3 separate regions of the Gossypium hirsutum genome follow, and regions 1 and 2 are each linked to region 3. A link is a contact called in public Hi-C data. All regions are on one chromosome and are shown on one strand. Each heading gives the region's core, a stretch centred on a gene start, on an enhancer-like site or on the middle of the called end of the contact. The rest is flanking DNA. Distances are from core to core; before and after follow the strand shown.

The links. A called contact is a pair of places that touch in the nucleus more often than the background predicts.
Region 1: a Hi-C map of leaf shows a contact between it and region 3, with 1.9 times the contacts expected there. The contact joins the promoter of LOC107912481 here to the promoter of LOC107912527 in region 3. A contact is called at or near these places in 13 of 34 Hi-C or Micro-C datasets (anther, callus, hypocotyl and 2 more).
Region 2: a Hi-C map of leaf shows a contact between it and region 3, with 1.7 times the contacts expected there. The contact joins the promoter of LOC107912453 here to the promoter of LOC107912527 in region 3. A contact is called at or near these places in 7 of 34 Hi-C or Micro-C datasets (hypocotyl, leaf and seedling).

The regions. Positions count from the first base shown.
Region 1 is chrD08:23,755,936-23,759,317 of Gossypium_hirsutum_v2.1, forward strand. It overlaps LOC107912481 (actin-related protein 2/3 complex subunit 3), which reads right to left and starts at 1,753. Exons shown (of 8, transcript XR_005917237.1): 1 at 1,585-1,753; 2 at 1,067-1,148; 3 at 843-951; 4 at 485-754.
Region 2 is chrD08:23,669,336-23,672,993 of Gossypium_hirsutum_v2.1, forward strand. LOC107912453 (N-alpha-acetyltransferase 35, NatC auxiliary subunit) reads right to left here and starts at 2,276. Exons shown (of 16, transcript XM_016840641.2): 1 at 1,911-2,276; 2 at 1,364-1,431; 3 at 536-691; 4 at 90-257. The coding sequence starts at 2,037.
Region 3 is chrD08:23,911,829-23,915,323 of Gossypium_hirsutum_v2.1, forward strand. LOC107912527 (DAR GTPase 2, mitochondrial) reads right to left here and starts at 1,887. Exons shown (of 8, transcript XM_016840739.2): 1 at 983-1,887; 2 at 797-901. The coding sequence starts at 1,153.

The sequences.
Region 1 (3,382 bases), core at 503-3,002, 160 kb before region 3:
AGGATCAAGAATTTGCTGTAGCAGACAGAAATGAAAAGTTTTACAAAAATATTCCAAGCATTGCAAACCTCCTACAACACTTGCAGCATACTGATAGACAAAGCAATATCCGAAAAAACAACAGACAACATTTTCATGTTGACCAAAAGTGAGGATTTTTAAACTACTTGATCCTTCAAGTTAAGATGAGCATAAGCCACAAAGTCAAGAAGGATTGCATCACATGTTATACGAAACAATAACTGGAAAGTAGAAAGTACATTTTATTTGCATAATTCTCAATATTCCATGCAAAAACAAGTCGATCTATAGTTGCCCGAAGACAAGAAAAAGATTTAAGTACAAAGAGGCAGCTAGCTAACTAAAAGGGTTCAGTACAACTCACTACGATGCTTGGAACATGCTTCACAAGTACCCAATACTTCAGTAATCAATGTCACATATATGATATATCAAATGAAAAAGAAGATAGTAAGAGATTTACCTGCTTCCTTTTGAGACTGTGGGAGCACAAAGAGCCCCGGAAAAGGAAAACCAGATTCTCCAGGTACGGGAACTTTTTCCAAGCCTAAGTTAATGATTGCCTTGGTCCCTTCAGCCAAGGTCCTACAGCCCTCAAGCCTCTTCAAAGCCACATTTATGTAGAAAGTCAAATATATAAGGAGCTTATCTGCAGGGCTCTTAACATCAAAGTTTCTAAAGAACACATTGGCACGAAAGAATGTGATCGCTTCATCAACAATATCAGTTTTACCTGCAAAATACCATCTTGAATTACCAACTCAAAAATTAAGGAAGAATATAATATTGAGAACTACCTAATGAAGGTTATATAATCCAACCTTGATCTGAAACAGGAGCAGGACCCTTTATATGGCTTTTCAAAGGAAGTAAAGGGAAGCCACAAGCTTTAGTAATTCCTTCCTCACCAACAAAACTAGAGTGATAAACCTGGCATTTAATAACGAATTCTAAATGAATGAACCAAAAAATCATATTTAGAACTCTGGTGAACTACATGCACAATCTAGCAGTGGAAGGGGAGGTAAGAGATTAATTCAAATACCATTTTCCTTGATTTCTTTTCCCAAACAACCAAACGAGGCAATCAGATTTTCCCTCAAAAGAAAGAGGGCAACCAAATGTTTCTGCAAAGAACAACAGTAAAACACAAAATTACAATAAGTATGACTTTTTACACTAAAGTAAGAAATTCCCTATCCACAATATATAAGAATTAAAGAAAAAAACATATGAAATACTCAATTCAGATAGTTGCTTTACATGGAAGTGAGCAAGACCTGAGATCCGAAAAATATAACCTAAACCCATCAAATCACAGACGCCATTAAATGAAAAATCAAGGCAAACCCATTATAGTAAGAAGAAATTCATTCAATTCTGTATGAGCAAAGAGAAACGTTTAAGGGTAGATAAAAGGGGGGAGGGGGAATATAGCAACAAAAGTTCCTAACAAAAATTTTGTGGTTGATCTTGACCAATAGGGTGTTGATCAATACAATCATAAGTTGGAAACCGGGGGGCGGGGGGGGGGGGACAAAAGAAAAAGATGGAGCAACTTACTGCCAACAAATGCTTTTCATCTAAACGGGCGAGACCAAGTTTCAACAGCAATCTCTGGCTTTGCTTGATTTCTTTGAGCTAAAACCATTTAACTCTGTCTCTTGATCCTCTACTGCTACCATAAGAATTGAGATTGAAGATTAAACGACAAAGCCCAGGCGAAGATTGAAATACAAAAGGAATGGCCCATATGATCAAACAAAGAAGACATAAGGCCCACCTCTGTCATCAGTACACCACTTATAAGATTCCCAAAACTAGGGGCTTTGTAAAAATTGGGTCAAATCGGTTTCCTAATCTCAAATTATTGGTTTACAGTGGAGTTAATCGAATTTAAAATACCTATCATTTTAATATATTTTTAAAATCAAATTCAATAGACCTAAATATACATTTAAACACAAACCCAACTAAAAATTAAACCCAATAGACTTAAACTAAACCCAATTATACAAATTAAAATATTAATAAAAACTTTATTAGATAATATCCAAAAAAAAACCCCTAAACTATTATATCTTGTTTAAATAAGATCTTGTACTATTTTTTTTACTGAAATAAGTATCTATCCTATTATTTTTACTCATGAAAGTCCTTTATTTTAATATTAAATTAAAAAGGTATTTTTAAATTAAAAACTTAATTTATTAATGTGACTTTGATGAAAATAGTTTATTAATAAAAATAAAAAATATTTTTTGAAAGTAAAATAAAATAAAATTTTAAAATTTATTGAAAGTGCTTATATAAATATCATAATTAACCACTCTTTTGAAAAATCTATATATACATATCGCAATTAATACTTTTAAAAAAAAATCAATTTACTTGTTAAAGTTTTATGTTGATGTTAAAGTGTATATAATTTTTATTGCATCAACAAAAAATTAAATTAAGAGTTTGAAATTCAAAATACTTTTACTTTAACATTATAATCAATGACTTTTATATGTAAATATCAAAAGTTAAGGATTTATTTAACTATAAAAAAATAGTTTAAGGGTTTATTTAAACAAAATATATAATTTGAGGAGCCAAATTTATTTTTCATACATTTTCAAATTTCTTGTTTTTTTTTGAAAACTTAACCTCCTATTTTTTTGATAAAATATTTTAAAATGAAAAACTCTAACTTTTTTGAGATTTTTTAAATAGATATCTAAAATAAATATCAAATATAAAAACTTTCTAACATATAAATATAATCTATACAAAATAAAAATTTATATTCATCCTAAATAGTATTGACAACACAATAAGAAAAAGAGAAATAAAACCCTAACCTACGTCACATCTATTTAAATAACCCATTATCGCTTTAAAATAAAAAGAGAAAAAAAAGAAACATCATTCCAAAGCTAATCATGTCACATAGGATTTGCATTGAGAAATATGACTTTATTTTCTATCAATTCAATAGATTCCAATATTAAAGAATGGGAGATTAGTTTCTAGATAAAAGTAAGGGAATTATTCAGTAAAAGTTTCAACCAAAAGAAATAAACCTCTTTATTTTCTAAAAAGAAAGTCATTTATCGACGGTAAAAAATCTGTTGATAAATACACAAAACTTGTCAGTATAACACCATGTATCCTATACTGATGGAAGAAAATGCTACCCTGACAAAATTGCAACCACTAGGAAAAAGGATAATCGGTATAGAGTTATCCTTATGGAAACTATTCAGAGATATACACTTTTACCTTATAACTATGGAATGATCCATCAATAAAAGTAGTGTTAGCAACTTCTCCTAACCCTTTATACATATCTTCACCAACTGTCACTAACCATCAA
Region 2 (3,658 bases), core at 1,026-3,525, 240 kb before region 3:
GATTTTACTTGTGAATAATGCAAAAGAACTAAAACCATTTTGTCATTTTCAAATGAAAAGAGGCAAAAAGAGCTGTTGGAATACTTTACTTCATGTGTGCGGGCATCTGAAACAACTGACACTACTGCCTTGCAGGTTGCGCGTATAATTCTACAATAAGAATGCAATAAGGCATGTGGAGCAGTCCTATCAAGCCTCAGAAGATAGATGCAAGAAAACACAGTTTGTGCCAAGGAATGACCCTTATGCCATGCTGCCTGCCATGAAAGACTACAATTTAGATAAAAGAAGAGAAACAAAACAAGTAGAGGGCCCAGGCACAAAGAAAGACAGAACAAGTATAAATACAAAATCATTAAAAACATGATGAAAAAATCTCATTCCATGTAAATGAATGCTTATTTAGAAGCATCTGGGACACTGTGGAATAGGTGAAACAAATTCAAGACTAACCAAAACAGTCATACATGTGCACTATATGTGTGTATATATATATATAGAGAGAGAGAGAGGGAGAGTATACACAAGATAGTACCTCACAAGCTAGAAGATGGTCCATGATATCAATGGTGCAGCGGACATCAATGGTGCTGTCAAGGCTGATAGGAATAGGAGCAGCACCATTTTCAATGGCCTCATCAATAGAATAATATGTACAAACAATACCTGAATCCATCTTTGGATCCATTATCTAACAAAAAAAAATTGTCAGCGAAGGCCAAAAAGCTAATTTAGTTCAAACGTAGAAAACATATATAGGGAAAACTTAAAGTAGCAAGAAAAATAAAGTCTTTTTTTTTTTTGAAAGAAAGAACTTTTACAAGTACTGTATAATTACAAGTGTACATGTCCGAGGAACTACAAAGTAGAATCAAACCATTACAACACACAAACTGACAAAGAACAAGAAATAATCCAAACTAAAACCCACACATGCGCAATTGCACATGGAAGGACTCAAACCTGGGTACTCAGGACCCAAGGCCTCAACCTTTGCCACTATTGTCAAGGCTTTACTGGCAATAAAATAAAATAAAGTCAATTTAATACATATTAAATGGAGGTATTTTTTTGTTTATGTCAGATTTATGTTAGTAAAGACATCACTTGATGTTTGAGAATAGGATCAAGCATTCAAGTGTCTAAGTGACCATTGCAACAGACCCTCATTTGGAAATATGTTAATAGCTCAAACACTGACAATGTACAAATCAAGTTGTAAAAGCATAAATGGCAGAGAAAAGTAAACCTAAAAAGAAAACAAAAGATCAATTATCATCTTAACTAAGATAATGATAACTTCCAAGAAAATTACAAAAGATCAATTATCATTCAATAACCAAGAAGTATCAAGTATCAACACCTCTAAAGCAGACATGGCAGCAAAAAGGTTGAAATTGTCCCCATGAATGAGCTCTCCATCTCTAAGACCTGTGATCACCAAGCATTGCTGAATAGCTAAGTGATAAAGCGAAACCCAGAAATAAAAAAAAACTAAACAAATAAGGTCTTAATCATCACATGAATGCACCCACATTTTCTCTCTATATTTGGCATAGCTTCACAACAGCAATGATAAGATTTATAGTTACTTAAAGAAAAACTATGATTCGATAATAATTTTCTTGCTTTGGGTGATCATAAATAAAAGGGAGAAAGCCATAGCTTTCATAAAGTTAATACCTTCTCTTTCCCCTATTTATTTTCTCTACTACAAAAAAACAATAACTTTCCACACTTCAGTTACCAAAGAAACTGAAAAATTTTACTCAACAAGCAATAGGGTTTAGGGATTCGCTGTTAGATCTCCTAATCAAATATAAAAAGGAAATGGTTTTCCTTTTTTGACTTTTATTTTCCCGAGAACCAAACAGAGGTTTAAGGGGGGAGAAAAGAGGGAGAAATAGAACCTGCACAGGCGGCTTGAAGGAGAGGCGAAGCGTCGGCCCAGACAGTGGTGTCGCTGGCGGGAATCGAGGCAAGCTTGGGTGGTTGGCCGTCGATGGAGGCTTCTTCATAAACTGGCTTATCAGCCATTAGGTTATTGAGTTGAAAAGTTTTGAACAGCTGAGGATCTCAAGCAGTGAGCGAGCGAGGTTGAGGTTGACGATGGTGTTTTCTTTTCAGTCTTGGCTTTACAGTGCCAGTTGCCACAACAAACCTCGTAAAACCAACAGAGCTGAGAGAGGGTTTAGGGCATCTTCTGGGTCGGGCCGGGTCCCCCCTCGCTCCATATCAACCTTTTCTCAACCCAACAATTCTTTTCTCTCTTTCTTTATGAAATAGAAATACTTTTTTTTATTTTTTATAATAAAAAATAGAGGGATAATAGCAAAATTTACCTCTGTACATTAACGAAATTGTCAATGTAGTACCTACATTTTTAATTTATTATCTTGATACCTGTACTTTTCTTCAGTCTATCATTGTGTACTCGGATCTAACATTGGTAGTTTCTGACATAATATGACACGTGAACAATCAATAAAGAGACACGTGGCAGTGGGCCACAAACAAAAGCAAAACAGTCACGAAAGACAGAAAGAGGGACTTGATAGAAATTTTACCTTTCATTTTTTTAGGTTAAAATTATTAATAAATAAAAAAATAAGAACCCCATCTTCACTCTCCTGCTCTAGATTCTTTTACTTAATAGAAAAATTATTTTCAAACTAAAAATACAATTCATCTGCACAAACCCAGAAAGCAAAATAATTGATAAAAGTCCAAACTCAAATTTAATTTGTATAGAATATGTACAAAATTTGTTTACATACAATAACTCCTTCAAACCTGAACACTGATATCCTAAAATTCATTTGTGATTTTGTGAAACCTTATACATGATTTGAAACCCAAGTCCTAATTCTAGATCAAATTTCCTAAACCTTAAAACTTGAAAAAAAAAACTAAAAATCTTAGAACCCTATATTTCAAAATCAAAGCAAAATCCCTACAGAGCAAAGAATTGGAGCAGCAGTTGTTCTTTTAAGTGCTCAGCAGCGATTATGGAAGATTTGAGGCGATGAAGACTGCATTGCACAAGGAATATGATTGCTCTCTAGATTCCGAGCAAGGATCGGTTTGAGATGGGCCTAGTACGACGCTCGCTTACCCTTGGTGGCTTTCGTAGATGGGTCTTCCATGGAAGACGAAGGGGATTTAGATGGCAACAAATGGACAGTGGAAGCCATTTTTGAGTCATAAAGGTGTTTGGGATTGATTGAAGTTATTTTTGAGTTATAAAAATGCTGAGTTATGAAGATTGAAGACATAGCTTGAGGAAGTTCAAAACAAAAAACTTAGCTTAAGATAGGATAGGGAGACAAAGAGACTTTACTTTTTTAGCTTTAAAAGGTTTCTGAATTTATTGATTGTCTTACAATTTTTTTTTGTTGGTATCATTACTCTTTCGTGTATCTTATAAATTTTTAATAATATATTTATTTTATTTATTCTTTTAATGGGCCAATTTACATATATATATATACCATTCTCTAAAAATTTATCGATTTATATTATTTTTGGAGAGAGAAAAAATGTATTTTCACTGATCTACTAAGAACAACACGCTATATAGGACGCGTTTTCTTCTCTTTCCTAAAAATGTGACATATGTGGCGTGTTTTATTTGGCAGATCAATAAAAGAGCACCCTG
Region 3 (3,495 bases), core at 637-3,136:
TATATCTATCTAATATTATTATTAAAAGAGTTGACAAAGTTGTTACAATAAGTTAATCAAACATTAGCTCCATTAAAAACTATCAACAATCCAACTTTAATATATGAGTTAAGGATATGTAATTTACATTTTAATTTTTTTTAATTTCGCATCAAATGACTACTCTTTTTTTTTTTTAAAAAAACCTTATCTTAAATAAAAAAATTAAAATCTTAAAGTATTGACTTTTATTTTATAAATATTCTAAAATGTTCACCTATCTACAGCTGTGCAAAGTATTTAGGTAAAATAATCATGAAACAATTTGTACTAGAAGTTTGAATTGTATTTTGACTCATATGCTAAAAAAATGAATAAGTTAGTTTTTTACATTAAATCAAATAATAAACTGATCATTTTATTAAAAATTTGATCATTTTATTAAAAATTTTATTCATTTTATGGTTAAAATTTATTCATTGTACGTCAACAGCAGGGTGTACCACACATATCATTATCTAGTTATTTTATTAGTGACACTAACTTTTAACAATAGAAATGATATTTTTAAAAGAAATAATCAATTTGGTTTTTGATTAACCTATAGGGACTAACATACTAATTTTTCAGTAGATGAAGTAAAATGCAATTTACTCCAGCTCTTCCACGACACTTTTACCCAAGTATTTACTATGGTTTTATGTGAATTCTCCAACTGAAATGGACTTTATGACATAATAATACTAGTACAGAAACAGTGGAATTTGGAATCGAAATGAAAGGCAAATAAAAAAGAAACACAGAAACAAATAGCAACCTTTACTTGTGTTTGGTCTGCGAGGTCTATCTTGTTCATCACAACAATTCGTTTAGAAAGAGCGGGGAAGTCTCTCAACAGCTCATTTTCAGATGATAAAGGAATCTGTAAGGTTAATGCAGTCAACAAATTTATTTATAAGTTTCATCTTGCAAGAAAGAATCATGGAAAATAAAAGAAGCATACCCTGGCGTCTCTGATCTCAGCTACGAGATCGACCAATGGAAGTCGTTGAGCAATGGCACCTGAGGCCGCAGCCATGTGGAGGTCGTACCATCCTTTATTTCTACTTGCTGCTTTCTTCACTGCAATCACTATTTTCCTTGTTATTCTACTCGCAGTACTAGCTGTTGCCATTAGTAAATTGGCGATTTGTTTTTTACTACTACCGGTGAATGAGTATATAAATTAGGGTTTATGGTTTATGTAGAAGTCACGGTAGGATAATTGGAGCTTGTTCAGGCATAAAATCAAACATGTTGAGAGCAATGTGGCTGTCTCCTGAATTACGTCCGAAACGAAAATAAATCTATCAAAGGAAATAGCGAATCAATGTCCGGGAAACGAAAATTTTTGAGGGAAATAGAAGAAATGAAGTGAAAAATGGGTGAGCAGTGTAAGGAAGGTGAAGAATATTTGAAAGCTTCAAAAGCCGAACAAAATTAATTCGGATAGTCACAGCCCATTTACATGTGGGCTATAAACCAGCTATAATCTCACTTTCCCAGACACTGAAGAAGCAAAGCATGCTTCAACATCAGAGAAAAAGAAATTATGCATGGTTTATAGTTCTACAGACCATGATATCACTAATCATATTGCAGCCTCCAACCAAATGGTGCTTGATTCTAAGGTGGTTCACACGGATGTGCCAATAGGTTATGGAGGTTTAGAGATTATAAAACCATTTTAGTGGAGTTACCGTGGGGGAATAGAACTTACATGTAGCAAGAGGAGCTGAGACTGGATTTTACTCTCCACTAAAAAAAATTTGTATAGATCAGATTATTTCTATTTAAAATTTCATTCTTACTAAAAAAACTAAAAATAAAAGCGAATATAATTGACATAAAAATTATCCTAATTTTTACAAGCAAACCTCATAAGTAGGAATCTCTTTTACATAAAAAAATAAACTATTTTTATGACTCATATAAAGACAAATATATTTTTTGACTCATATTTTTATACCTACTTTTTTGACTTATACTTTTTCATAAGAAACAAGCCTACTTTCTTGACTCATATAAAAAACATAGCGAAACATCACATCTAATTTATGACTTATATAACAAACATAATGAAACATCACGTCTAATCACTTTCATAGCCTATGCTGACATCAGAAGTGACGTTCAGTTCTTCTATCATCTTTGTTTTTTCTTCTTTAACTCTGTAGCACTTTATCTCCGTCTGTTCAATCTGTTGTTCAAGACCATCACTTGAATTGTAAAAATTGTCTTCTTCATTCATAAGTGATGTCTTTTCCTGCGAATTAGTCCAAGCTGGCTTATTTTGAATGGCATTACTAGAAAACCATGGATAGTCTTGTGACCATTATTTTGGATCTGGTATGTTTGACTGGTATTCTTCTAATGCCTTCTTCAACTGTTCTTAATAAGGTGTTGGTGGCTCAATTTTATATCCCATGGTGCTAATACATCTCCTGGAGGCCATATGTCTGCTGGAATAGTTCTATTTACTTGGCACAAATATTTTTGTAAATCATTATAATTATAAGGATTTGAACTAACCTCTGAAAAATATGTCTTGTGTATCCAGGCACTAGGGAATGACCCTAATTGTGTTGATGGACCATTCTGCATAAAATACTGAGGCTTGTAAAAAATAATCACAATATATTGTGCCCTTGTATCTTTGAGTTATTCTCTCATGATCATGTCAACCCATTGTTCTAAAAGGTAAAACCATTTTTAAAAAATCGCTAAATTCTTCATCTCCGGACTAATTTCATCTTGGGCAGCCATAGCCAGAAAATGTAAAATATCTTCAATGAAGAATTCTACCCCAATATGAAACAGGTGTGTCAAATACCACATCATCCATTTTAATTCATCAAGGAATTCAGTGAATTGAATTTTAAGTGGATGAATGAATGGATATTCTTCCTGAAGTTCCAATGGTTTAAGAAATAGCCCACTAAAATCTCGAAAGATACTCAGCTGATAAGAAAGCATTATATTTCTGGCCTCTTTGTGGAATCTTTTTTTCCATAATTATACTCAACACTTCTGGAGGATGTTTTGGGTGAGAATTTGGAAGGTAAGGTATAGAAAAAGAAACAGGCGGAGGTTGAGTTTTCTTGGATTTTGATGATGAAGGCATTATCATGAAATTTTCAAAGGGTCTAGATAGAATATCAGCAAGAACATTGGTTTTTCTTTAATGTGTTTAACATCAAAAGAATATTTGGAAAACCATTATGACTATCTTAACAGTTAAGGATAGGGTATATCTTCTTGTTTGAATTTTAGCATTTTAGGAAATGAGGACATGTCCATTTCAACAAGAAAGTGATTTCCTATAAGATGAAATTCAAATTTAGATATATCTTTCTTTACTGCAATGATTTCTTTGAAAGTGGAGCGATGGATCTCAGCATTAGTGAATATTCCACTTTTAAAGCCACATAGCTGTCTTTTTCCATTTCTTTCTTCAAAAAGTACAGCTCCCCAGTA